Regions from separate parts of the Sus scrofa genome. Here region 1 is linked to region 2. Evidence: chromatin contacts called from public HiChIP or PLAC-seq data. All regions are on one chromosome and are shown on one strand. Each heading gives the region's core, a stretch centred on a gene start, on an enhancer-like site or on the middle of the called end of the contact. The rest is flanking DNA. Distances are from core to core; before and after follow the strand shown.

The links. HiChIP or PLAC-seq counts read pairs in DNA pulled down with a chosen protein or histone mark.
Region 1: an H3K27ac HiChIP or PLAC-seq map of alveolar macrophages shows a contact between it and region 2. The contact joins two enhancer-like sites. A contact is called at or near these places in 2 of 5 promoter capture datasets (fetal liver and liver), 17 of 47 Hi-C or Micro-C datasets (alveolar macrophages, blood, embryonic fibroblasts and 8 more) and 2 of 2 datasets of contacts at active chromatin or transcription factors (alveolar macrophages and skeletal muscle).

What each region holds. Positions count from the first base shown.
Region 1 is chr15:57,461,557-57,465,056 of Sscrofa11.1, forward strand. The region is part of intron 4 of PLEKHB2 (pleckstrin homology domain-containing family B member 2); the gene reads left to right. Among named protein-coding and RNA genes, the nearest start is that of PLEKHB2, 35 kb to the left of the region's middle. Within about 2 kb of position 2,230, at least 2 of the 83 cell types and tissues checked have an H3K27ac peak or open chromatin away from gene starts, as enhancers often do. A contact at or near this core is called in alveolar macrophages, where this site is marked.
Region 2 is chr15:57,328,870-57,332,494 of Sscrofa11.1, forward strand. All of the region lies in intron 2 of ARHGEF4 (rho guanine nucleotide exchange factor 4), which reads left to right. Among named protein-coding and RNA genes, the nearest start is that of ARHGEF4, 70 kb to the left of the region's middle. Within about 2 kb of position 1,717, at least 2 of the 83 cell types and tissues checked have an H3K27ac peak or open chromatin away from gene starts, as enhancers often do. A contact at or near this core is called in alveolar macrophages, where this site is marked.

The sequences.
Region 1 (3,500 bases), core at 980-3,479, 130 kb after region 2:
TAAAAAAGAAAAACATAACCTAAAATCAGCAGAAGGAAGGAAATCATAAAGATCAGAGAGGAAATCAATGAAATAGAGATTCAGATTTTTTGTTGTGACTCAGTGGTTAACAAATCTGACTAGTATCCATGAGGATGCAGGTTCAATTCATGGCCTTGCTCAGTGGGTTAAGGATCCAGCGTTGCCATGAGCTGTGGTGTAGGTGGCAGACAGCTCAGATCCTGTGTGGCTGTGGCTTAGGCTGGCAGCTGCAGCTCTGATCAGCTCCTAGCCTGGGAACTTCCATATGCTGTGGGTGGCCCTAATAAGCAAAAAAAAAAAGGAAACAAAACAAAAAAACGTATATGTGTGTATATATATATACAGATCCAAAAAACAACAGAGAAAAATCATAAAACCAAATTTTCAAAGAGCTGGTTCTTTGAAAGGGTAAACAAAGTTGACATACCTCTGGGCAGACTCACCAGGAAGAGGAGAGAACTCAAAATAAGTGAAAAAAGAGAAATCTAAATGGATACTGCAGAAATACAAAAAACCATGAGAATACTCTGAATAGTTACATGCCAACAAATTTGACGACCTAGAAGTGGACAACTTTCTAGAGATATACAGCCCTCCAAAACTGAATCAAGAAGCAGATCAGTTGAACAGACCAATAACTAGAAATGAAATTGAATATGTAATAAAAACATTCCCTACCAACAAAAGTCCAGGACCAGATGGCTTCACAGGTGAATTCTACCAAACATACAGAGAGGAATTTATACCCATTCTTCTTAAAATTTTCCAAAAGGGTGAAGAAAGAATAATCCCAAAGAGATTGTATGAAGCCACCATCACCCTAATACCAAAACTAAAGATAACTACCGAAAAAGAAAACTGTAGGCCAATATCTTTTATGACTATAGATGCAAAAATTCTCAAAATTTAAGCTAACTGAATCCAACAACACGAAAAAAGATCATGCACCACCACCAAGTGGGATTTATCCCAAGATCACAAGAATGGTTCATTATATGCAAATCAAAAAGCTGAAAGCCTTCCTGCTAAAATCTGGAGCAAGATAAGGATGCCCACTCTTAGCACTTTTACTCAGCATGGTATTGGAAGTACTATCCACAGCACTCAGACAAACAAAAGAAATAAAAGGTATCCAAATTGGAAGAGAAGAGGTAAAGTTGTTGCTCTATGAAAGTGACAAGATACTATATATAAAAAACCCCTAAGGACTCCACATAAAAACTACTCTAACTGATCAGTGAATTCAGCAAAGTAGCAGGATACAAGATTAACATTAAGAAATCTATTGCAGTTCTGTGTACAAACAATGAAATGTTAGAAATATAAAAATACATTTCAAAATCACACCTCCCAAAAATAAATACCTAGGAGTAAACCTGACCAAGGAGGTGAAAGACGTACATGCTGCAAACTGTAAAACATTAATCAAGGAAATTAAGGTGGATAATCAAGGAAATTAAAGAGGATTCAAAGAGGAGTTCCCGTCGTGGCGCAGTGGTTAACGAATCCGACTAGGAACCATGAGGTTGTGGGTTCGGTCCCTGCCCTTGCTCAGTGGGTTAACGATCCGGAGTTGCCGTGAGCTGTGGTGTAGGTTGCAGACGCGGCTCAGATCCCGCGTTGCTGTGGCTCTGGCGTAGGCCGGTGGCTACAGCTCCGATTCAACCCCTAGCCTGGGAACCTCCACATGCCGCGGGAGCGGCCCAAGAAATAGCAACAACAACAACAACAACAAAAAGACAAAAAAGACAAAAAAAAAAAAAAAGAGGATTCAAAGAAATGGAAAGATATCCATACTCCTCCATTGGAAGAATTAATATCATTAAATTGCCATACTACCCAAAGCAAATTACAGATTTAATGCAATCTCTGTCAAATTACCCATGACATTTTTCACAGAACTAGAATAAATAATTCAAAAATTGATATGGAATCATAAAAGACCCAGAGGTGCGAAATCAATCTTGAGGGAAAAAAAACCAAGCAGGAGGCATAACTCTCCCAGACTTCTGACCATATCCAAAGGTACATTAATCAAGACATTGTGGTAGTGGTACAAATACAGACATATGGGGGAGTTCCTGTTGTGGCTTAGTGGTAACAAACCTGACCAGTATCCATGAGGAAGTGGGTTTAATCCCTGGCCTTGCTCAGTGGGTCAAGTGTCTGGTGTTGCCATGAACTGTGGTGTAGGTCACAGGATGCAGCTCAAATCTTATGTTGCTGTTGTGTAGGCTGGCTGCTACAGCTCCGATATGACCTCTAGTCTGGGAACTTCCATATGCTGTGGGTGCAGCCCTTAAAAGCACAGAAAAAAACAACAACAGACATATGGACCAATGGAACAAAATAGAGAACCCGAAAATAAACCCAGACACCTATGGTCAGTTAATCTTTGACAAAGAAGGCAAGAATGTAAAATGGGAAACAGTTTCTTCAGCAAGTGGTGCTGGGAAAACTGGCTAGCTGCATGTAAATAATGAAACTAGAACACACCCTTGTACTGTGAACAAAAATAAACTCAAAATGGCATAAAGATTTAAAAATAAGACACCATAAAACTCCTAGAAGGGACATAGGCAAAACATTCCTGACCTCAACCTTACAAATGTTTTCTTAGGTTAGTCTCCCAAGGCAATAGAAATAAAAGCAAAAATAAACCAGTGGGACCTAATCAAACATAGAAGCTTTTGCAGAGCAAAGGAAACCATAAAAAAGGTGAAAAGACAGCCTTTGGAAGGGGAGAAAATAGTTTCAAAAGATGTAACCGATAAGGGCTTAATTTCCAAAATATACAAGTAACTCATACAACTCAACAGCAGAGAAACAACCCAGTCAAAAAGTGGGCAGAAGACCTGAATAGACATTTCTCCAAAGAAGACATACAGATAGCCAGTAGGAACATGAAAAAAAGCTCAACATCACTAATATTAGAGAAATGCAAAACTACAATGAAGTACCACCCCACGCCGGTCAGAACAGCCATCATTAATAAAACTATAGATAACAAATGCTGGAGAGGTTGTGGAGAAAAGGGAACCCTCCTACACTGTTGGTGGGAATGTAAATTGGTACAACCATTATGCAAAACAGTATGGAGCTACCTCAGAAAACTAAATATAAAACAACCATATGACCCAGCAATCCCACTCCTGGGCACATATGTGGACAAAACTTTCATTCAAAAAGATACATGTGCCCCTATGTTCATTGCAGCACTATTGACAATAGCCAAGACATGGTAACAACCTAAATGTCCAACAACATAAATGAGAAGATGTGGTACATGTACACAACGGAATACTACCCAGCCATAAAAAGAACACAGTAAAGCCATTTGTAGCAACATGGATGGAACTAAAGACTCACAGTAAGTGGTGTAAGTCAGAAAGAGAAATATACCATATGGTATCACATATCTGGAATCTAATATATAGCACAGATGAACCTATCTGCAGAAAAGCAGCTCATGGACATGG
Region 2 (3,625 bases), core at 467-2,966:
CTAATGATTTTTTAAGTCCAAAATTGATAAACCCAGGGCAAGAGCAATGGACAAGGAATTTTTAGGTGGTTTCCTGGTGCCATCAGATAGCTGTTTTTATATTGTTTCAGTGGGTATAATTTTCTGTGGGAGAGTTTATCTGATAGTAGTTGTTTGCTATTGTGGAAGCCCTTGAGATAAAGTAAGTATTTAATTTATTGAGAGGTTGAGGGAGATATTTTGACAAGTCTCTGCCATGGGAAATGAAGTTTTGCTTAACCTTAAACACTTCTAAGTAGAATAATCAAGGATGGGAAAGTCAGAGTGAGCATTACTGTTGTAGCAGATTTAGTAACACATTTGGCATATAATGAATGGAACATCCTTGCCCAGAGTCCTACATCTTTTTGTGTTAGAAATCAAATTCATATTTGTGTTCTACAAGCAGATCCAGAATGGATAGGGTTTCTTTTTTATCAGTTAATTTTGGACAAATCTTAAGAAAAAGAAGGACACGGCAAGTTGGTAGAGCAGAGGTATGTGTGTGCTGGAAACTACACAGGCTTGAAGTTTCTCTCTATCTCTCTTTTTTTTTTTTTTTTTTTTTTTTTTTTTGCTTTTTAGTGCTGCACTTGCAGTATATGGAAGTTCCCAAGCTGCAGGTCAAATAGGAGCCAGCCTACACCAGAGCCACAGCAACGTGGGATCCAAGCCACGTCTGCAACCTACATCACAGCTCACAGCAACGCCGGAACCTTAACCCCCTGAATGGGGTCAGGGATCAAACCCTTATCGTCAAGGATGCTAGTGGGATTCGTTTCCACTGCACCTCTACAGGCACTTGCTGTGTCTCAATTCTGTTTTGCCATTTTTTCTGTGACCTGGTAAGATCTCCAAGCTACAGCTTTTATTTCATGTAAAATGAAGACAAATAACAGAGTTCACGTGACAGAGGAGTAAATAAAAATATCTGTAGATGTGAATCTGAAGGGTTTAGAGTACATTCTCCTGATAGTAAAACAAAACAATATGGGCATTTTAGCACACACCTGGTCTTTTCGACCCTCTTTACCCCAACTTGAACCCCTTTCCCCTCCCCCAGGTTATTCTGAGTTCCACTAGTGTGCAAGCCCATGGACCAAAATTGTATGGGAAATATTTTGACAATGGGAGAAAAGTAGCCTTGAGCTCATTTCTTCCATCTGTCTGAAACGATATGTTCATTTGAATAGGCAATGTCATTGTTAATAGGAGAAAGGATAGCAGATGAGAAACAGAATACAATTTCTGGAAGGTCTGGATATTTCCAGCAATATTTCAGGACTTGAGCCCCAAAGGTCAGGACCTTAAGCACATGCTCTATATCAACCAGTCCCACTACGACCATGAGTTGTTACTGTCCATGCAGTTCCCAGTGGCTCCCGCCCACACTGGCGAGTCCTCAGATGGGTCAGGAGCCCAGGGAGCTGGAGCGGCTTGGGGTGGAGAGAGGAAGGGAGGCCAAGTAGGCCACAAGCTGAGGGTGCCATGGGGAGGATTCTGACTCTTACTGTAGATTAAATGGGAGCCTTTGCAGGTTTTAGGCAGAGCAGTGATGTGATCTGATTGTATTTTACCAAGGGCCACTCCGGCTGTTGTGAAGAGGAGGACAAGGGCTCAAAGCAGGGAAGCCAACTGGAGGGCTCTTGGGTTAGTCTGTGGAGGAAGGGGCAGTTGATGTGACGTGCCACCAGGGGGCAGTGGTGAAGGAGCGAGAAGTGGTTGAAATCTGAATAATAAAATGAACACAAGGAGTTCCTGCTGGGGCATGGTGGGTTAAGAATCTGACTGCAGTGACTCAGGTAGCTGCAGAGGCGCGGGTTCGATCCCTGGCCAGGAATTTCCAAATGCCACAGGTGCAGCCACTAAAAAGTAAATAAATAAACTGAACATAGAGCTGATAGTTTTGGATATGAATTTCGAAAGAAAGAGCAGAGTCAAGGAAAGCCTCAAGATTTTTTTAATTGAAGTTCAGTTGATTTACAATGTCGTATTAGTTTCAGGTGCTCCACAAAGTGATTTCATTTTACATATATATTCTTTCCTATTATAGGTTAATACAAGTTATTGAATATAGTTCCTGTGCTATACACACAGCTGTGTTGTTTTTCTGTTTTGTATACAGTGCTATTGTATGTATTAATCTCAAACTCCCTAATTTATCTCTCCCTACCCCTTTCCCCTTTGGTAACCATAAGTTTGTTTCCTATGTCTCTGAGTCTGTTTCAATTTTGTAAGTAAATTCATTTCTGTCATTTTTTTAGATTCCACACAGAAGTGATATCATATGATACTTGCTTTTCTCTGTCTGACTTACTTCACTTAGTATAATAGTCTCTAGGTCCACCTATGTTGTGGCAAATAATACTATTTCATACTTTTTATGGCCAACTAATATTCTGTTGTGTATAATACCACATTTTCTTTATCCATTCATCTATCAGTGGACACTTAGGTTGCTTCCATGTCTTAGCTATTGTATATAGTGCTGTTATGAATGTTGGGGTGCGTGTCTTTTTGAATTAGAGATTTAATATTTTCCAGATAGATGCCAAGGAGTGGGAATGCTGGATCATGCGGTAGCTCTATTTTTGATTTTTCAAGGAACTTCCACATTGTTTTCCTTAGTGGCTGCACCAATTTACATTCCTACCAACAAGGTGGGAGGTTACTCTTTTCTCCACATCCTCTCCAGCATTTATTTGTAGACTTTTTGATAATGGAAATTCTGACCAGTATGAGGTGACACTTCATTGTAGCTTTGATTTGCATTTCTCTAGTAATTAGAGATGATGAGCATCTTTTCATGTACCTGTTGGCCATCTGGATGTCATCTTTGGAGAAACGTCTTATGTCTTCTGCCTTTTTTTTTTTTTTTTTTTTTTTTTTTTGTCTTTTTGTCTTTTTAGGGCTGCACCCACAGCATATGGAGTTTCCCAGGCTAGGGGTCTAATCGGAGTTGTTGCTGCGGCCTACGCTAGAGCCACAGCAATGCCAGATCCGAGCCTCATCTGCAACCTACACCACAGCTCATGGCAACACTGAATCCTTTACCCACTGAGCGAGGCCAGGAATCAAACCCACAACCTCATGGTTCCTAGTCAGATTCGTTTCTGCTGCGCCAAGATGGGAACTCCTTCTGCCCATTTTTGACTTTTTTTTTTTTTCTGTCATTGAGCTGTATGAAATGTTTGTATATTTTGGAAACTGAGCACTTGTCATTCGTGTTGTTCGCAAATATTTTCTTCCAGTCTGTAGTTTGTCTTTTCATTTTGTTTGTGGTTTCTTTGCTGTGCAGAGCTTATAAGTTTGATTAGGTCCCATTTGTTTATTTTTGCCTGTTTTTCTTTTGCTTTGGGAGACTGACCTAAGAAAACATTGCTTCAATTTATGTAAAAGAACGTTTTGCCTGTGTTCTCCTCTAGGAGTTTTATGATGTTATGTCTTATATATTTAAGTCTGTAAGCCATTTTGAGTTTATTATTGTGCATGGCGTAAGGGAGTGTTCTAACTTCATTGATTTACATGCCACTGTCCAGCTTTCCCGACACCACTTGCTGAAGAGACTCTCTTTGCTCCATTGTATATTCTTGCTTCCTTTGTTGAA